Linked DNA regions of Anser cygnoides: region 2 is linked to region 1. The links are chromatin contacts, called in public Hi-C maps. All regions are on one chromosome and are shown on one strand. The core of a region is the stretch at or near the end of the contact, and the rest is flanking DNA. Distances in the headings are between cores, read along the strand shown.

The links. Hi-C and Micro-C count contacts between places; a contact is called where the count stands out from the background.
Region 2: a contact with region 1 is called in a Hi-C map of liver, with 4 times the contacts expected there. The contact joins the promoter of ANKRD46 here to the promoter of FBXO43 in region 1. A contact is called at or near these places in 4 of 7 Hi-C or Micro-C datasets (granulosa cells and liver).

Annotation. Positions count from the first base shown.
Region 1 is chr2:141,413,841-141,416,510 of Taihu_goose_T2T_genome, forward strand. FBXO43 (F-box protein 43) reads right to left here and starts at 1,298. Exons shown (of 6, transcript XM_013180050.3): 1 at 1-1,298.
Region 2 is chr2:141,610,756-141,613,425 of Taihu_goose_T2T_genome, forward strand. It overlaps ANKRD46 (ankyrin repeat domain 46), which reads right to left and starts at 1,362. Exons shown (of 4, transcript XM_066990618.1): 1 at 1,214-1,362. It overlaps SNX31 (sorting nexin 31), which reads right to left. Exons shown (of 14, transcript XM_048068730.2): 14 at 1,954-2,290. The coding sequence ends at 2,195.

The DNA of each region.
Region 1 (2,670 bases), core at 48-2,547:
AAGCCAAGCGGCTCCTCGCGTGCAGCCACCGCCGCTGCTTTCCCTCGCTTGGGTTTGAACCGCCCGCCTTTACCAACCGCTCCGCGCCGCCTCCCCGCCCCCGCCGCCCTCAGGCGTCTGCGGGGCGGGTGCCTGAGGAGAACCCGCTCCGCTGCAGGGCACCGGCGAGGTTCGCCTTTCCCCTCGCGTTTACACTTCAACGCCGCGGCTCCCGCCGCACTCAGCCCACCATAAGATCCCCCCGACGTTGTCCCTCTCTCCCTCAGCTCCCCCGTCCCTTTCTGCCTCTCCTCAGGAGATGCTGGGGGCGAGGCTTTCCCGCCTCAGCTAGAGCCTTTCTGCTTCTCCTCAGGAGCCGCTAGGAGCGGGGGGTGAGGGCTGAGGGGTGCCCTTCACAGGCGCTGGTCGATCATGGCTAGGCTTTTACAGATGCAGAACGTTATCTGTACCCGAACCTTTGAGCTTGAGTTATAAGGGTGCCAATTAATTCAAATTAATTAGTGCGTTTGTATCCGACTGCTCGGGAACGAGATAATCGCGGAGCGTTTGCCTCGGTTAAATCATCTGTCAGTCGGGTGGGAGATGCCAGTGATGACGCCTACGTTTTGCAGTACTTTTACTTAAACTGTACATTAAAAAATGAGTAATTAGGTGCCCGCATTTCCTGAGCTCCGTGCGGCTGCACACACCCACACACCTGGGGGCTCCACAGTGGGCGGGGGGAGCCGCAGGCCTCGCAGCAGCGAGGAAAAGGAGCGGGGAAAGCCGCTGCTTGTCACACAGAGGCCGAATAAATTGTCATTGTGTCCTCCTCCTTCTGGGTATCATTCTCCCTCACCTCGTTGAGACGAGATTTACCACAGGTTACCTCTATTTTTTTTTTATTTATTTATTTTTCCCCCCCCGTTTACGTTTTATTTCCTCCACCAGAAACGACATCAGATGAGAAAGAGATTTTAAACTGTTGTGCGTGACTAAGAGTAATGCCTACATCCAAAGCAGAAAACTAGAAGCTTTCTAAATTAACGCCGAAATTCAGCCGTACTTCCAATTCGTGGGCTGGGCGAGCTCTGCCCCGCCGCTCGGAGCCCGTTCAGGGAGCGGCGTCGCACTGAGGAGGCGGCGAAGCCTCGCAGCCAAAGGGGGCCGGAGGAAAGGCGAATTTAAAATCTGCTCATCCAAAGCGGGGGAAATGGGGATATTTGCATATAAAGAGTACTGTTTTACGTGACTACAAGGTAACCGTTACGGATAAAAAGAGAAAGGGGGAAATATGCCAGAGACTTCCATTTTAAAAGGAGAAATTAATAGAAACTGATCGAAAAGAAATCGATTTCCCAAAGGGCTTTGTGTAGTAGTATCTATTCCACGTGTATCAGGAGAATTTCTTCCTCAAATAGTTGTGTTTATCTATAGAAAAAAAAAAAAAAAAACGCTTTTTCTGTGAAAAGGGCAGCTTGCTAGCTCCGTGAAGCGGCACACAGAAGGTGCGAGGTCTGTCTCTCTCAAGCCCCCAGGAACTTGTGGTACCCGGGTGAAAAAAAAAAAAAAAAGAAAAAAAAACATACAGGGAATTTAACAAATTATAGTTATGGTGCTTAATGCGACATACAGAAACATCACACCAAACAACACCATTTAACAAAACGCGTCACAAGCGGGCAGAAAAAAAACTGAGGACCTTAATTTTAAAACGAAATAATGCGAGAGACCCCGCAACGCCCTGACGGGCAGGCTACGAGCGCCTTGCCTTCCCCCGAGCACCCTGCGCACCTCATCCCGCAGCCACGAACCCTTACTCTGGCTGCCGACCAGTGCTACTCCTCCGGATTTTTTTCCGCTACGGGGAAGTCCCACATGTTCCCAACCCTCTGAGCACCCCCGGACTGGCGTTTATCAGCCCTTCAAAGCTGGGCTCTATCACGATAGCGCTGCTCTTGAAGGAAGGCTTTGACAGAAACGGAGCAAGGAACCGAGGCACCTGATAAAACCTATTTTTTTCCGAGAGAACAGTTAAACGATGGCAACAATCAAGCAATTGCGTGATTTCATTGAGACCTTGTTTTCACATAATTAACTTTAATTGTCTTTTTCATGGCGGTATAATTAGTAGACCAGTTTTACAGTATCGGCTCGACAAATCCGTCTTAAAAATAAAACGAGCCCGGAGAAACATTATCGGTTGATTTTTATTTGTTTACTTTCCGGAATGTTAATTACTTGATATGCATTATCAAGTGAAGCTATGGTTCAGGCTTTATTTTCTCCTCTGCTTAAAACTCTTCGCACCAGCTCACACTTACGAAAACCGTGGCGAAGAGGACACAGGCAGTAAATTTGGGGGAGTGCGAATCAGTATGAATAGCGCTGCCTTTCACCTGTCGTTTCTCTTGCTTGTGTTTTATTCTAGCACTCAAAAGTTATGTTTAGCTTTATTTATACACAGCAGCATGGAAAAACAGGCAAGCTGTCTAAAATCTTGAATGTATTTTTATTATGCGTAACTTAAATACAAAATTAGGAAAACCGCAAATATTTATTGTTCCTCAAGTTCATTTTAGATAAGTTATAGGTAACATATGAAGGTGATTTGCTACTATGAGAGCATCAGTAAGTTATAACTGGTAAACTCGTGTGGTAACAACCCATTTGGCTCCTCAGAAAACAATT
Region 2 (2,670 bases), core at 112-2,611, 200 kb after region 1:
ATATTTTGAAGCTACCCAATACATATTTTGGATTTGCGATGCTTTAAAATAATATTTTTTCTGTAAATTGTGTGCTTATGAGTTTACAACTGCAAAATCTTGCCCTTTAAATTACTGCATTTTATTTTAGTATTAGACTTCTTTCATTCTGTAGTTCCTAGGATCATCCAATTTTTCCTACATAGTACTGTTACCCTCTTCTATATTGCCGGTGCCTCCCAACTCGTTCACCACTACCAAATTTAAACAGTAAGTTTTAATTGTTACATCAACATCTTTATTAAGTATTTAATAAGACTGGTCTCAAGATGGATCTTCAAATAACTACTTTTATAATCTCCTTTTATACCCAGACTCGATGGTTTTCTTCTCAATGTTACTCACCACAATCTGTCTCTAGCTACTTCCCCATCCACTTTTTAATTCTGGTGTTATCCCTATCTTTTCAGCACAATAACAATTTCCTGTGCAGCAGCTGATCAGAAACTTTACTGTCTAGAAAAAAAAAAAAAAGAGAACTACTTAATTTCCCTTAAAAACAATAATTATTTCATCGAAGACAATCTGAGGCTAGCTAGCTAACAAAAAACACTACTGGCAGATATATGTTACCTTTTGATTTCATTTATCATAGGCTCATTTAAGGTTGGAAAAGACCTCCGAGATCACCTGGCCCAACCATCCCCCTACCACCAATGTCACCCACTGAACCGTGTCCCTAAGCACCACGTCCAACCTTTCCTTGAACACCCCCAGGGACGGTGACGCCACCACCTCCCTGGACAACCCATTCCAATGCCTGACTGCTCTTTCTGAGAAGAAATGTCTCCTCATTTCCAACCTAAACCTTCCCTGGCACAACTTGAGGCCATTCCCTCTAGTCCTATCACTAGTTATCTGTGAGAAGAGGCCGACCCCCAGCTCCCCACACCCTCCTTTCAGGTACCTGCAGAGAGCAATGAGGTCTCCCCTGAGCCTCCTCTTCCCCAGACTGCACAACCCCAGCTCCCTCAGCCGCCCCTCACAGCCCCCGCGCTCCAGCCCCTCCATTCCCTTGGCATCCGCCTCCCTCCGAGGGTCCCCTCCCCACCGCCCGGCGCCCACCTCGGCGGATCCCGCCCCGGACAGACCGACGGACACCGCTCGTCCCCCGCCAGCCCGACCGACGGACGCGGCCCCTCTCCCCCCCAAGGCCCCGCCGCAGCCGCCTCACCACCTGCCTGCCGCCGGCCGCTCCTCGGCACGCAGCGGGGGCGGCGGAGGGGACGCGGGCGGCCCCTGCCGGGCGGAGGCCGCCGCCGCCGGGGTGCAGCGGGAAATGGCGGCCGTGACGGGGCGGCCGGGCTCTGCCCCGCCGGGGGGTGCCGCCAGGGGGACGGGGCCCGCCCTGAAACCAGGCTGAGAGGGGCAGGAGAGAGGAGGGACGGTGCCGGGAGTCTTCTCGTCACTGAGCTCATGGGAAGCTGAGTTCTTCACTGAGCTCCTGTCAAGAACGGGCTTAAGTTATTCAACTTTCCTAAGAACATTAAAACGGGACTTATTTTTACTTATCACGTCCCTGTTCTCTCAGCCGATGCTGCCTTTCGAAGCAAGGGCAGTAAGAAGAACGGAGTACCACAGCTCGGGCACTTCATCCTTCTCACAGCAGCCAGCAGCCTGATGGGGCTAACGCCGTGTCTGCCTTCATATCGTGCTGCCTCCTGTGCCTGCTCACACCAGCCCCATCCGTACACAACGCTTAGTTTCTGAGGCACTGTTGAATATACAAATACTTGAGGAATGATCACAGGAACCACGGGCCTGTTCCAGCAACAGGCTGCTCAGCCTTCACACGTTAATTACACCGCTGCTCACAGAAACAAACTGATACGGTTAATGCTTTTTCCTCCTCTAATACCTTAACATTTTCTAATTATTTTCTAACAACTCCCTCCCTTTCTTCCCCACAATTTCAGTCTGGAAAAAAAAGATAAACCACACAAAAAAAAAAGGCATGTATGCAAGATGTTTCCAGAGTAACAACACCCATCTAACTGTAAAGAATATTTCACTAGAGTTATAGATTCTATAGAAAAAAACCCTGCAAAGGCAAAGAATGACACTGAAGGCTTTTTTCAGTATTTTTCAAGCTTTCAGCAATGGGTTTATTATTCCCAGATATTTCATTTTGATAGGCAGTATTTAGAATAAGTTGTCACAGGTCCTCTTCTCTTATTTTCTCAAATACACAGTCCTCTTCATTTGGCCTAACCCAAAATCTTTTCCTTGATATAAAACTCGAATGGACTACCTGCAGCAAAACAAATAAACAGTTAAAAGAATGTATGCATTTCAGTAATTAGAGATAACTATGAACATAAGCTAGAAAAACTGATATGATAATATCTAGGTACAATGAATGATCTCTATGTTGGTATTTTGGAGTGAACAGAATTTTTCTGCTGGAACAGGGCACAAAACAGTTGTTTCTGCTCTTAAGGTTTATTGCAATGTGGTGCAAATTGAATTGGCAGGTCCAAATGTTCTAATATCAGTGTTATTTGGCATTAAATTGTCCCCAGGGACATTTGTGCAGGTACTTTCACTGTCTACTGCGCCTTGTAAATCAGATAGACTACTGTTATCACACATTCTTAACTTTAACCATAACATCTGCATAAGTGACACCTA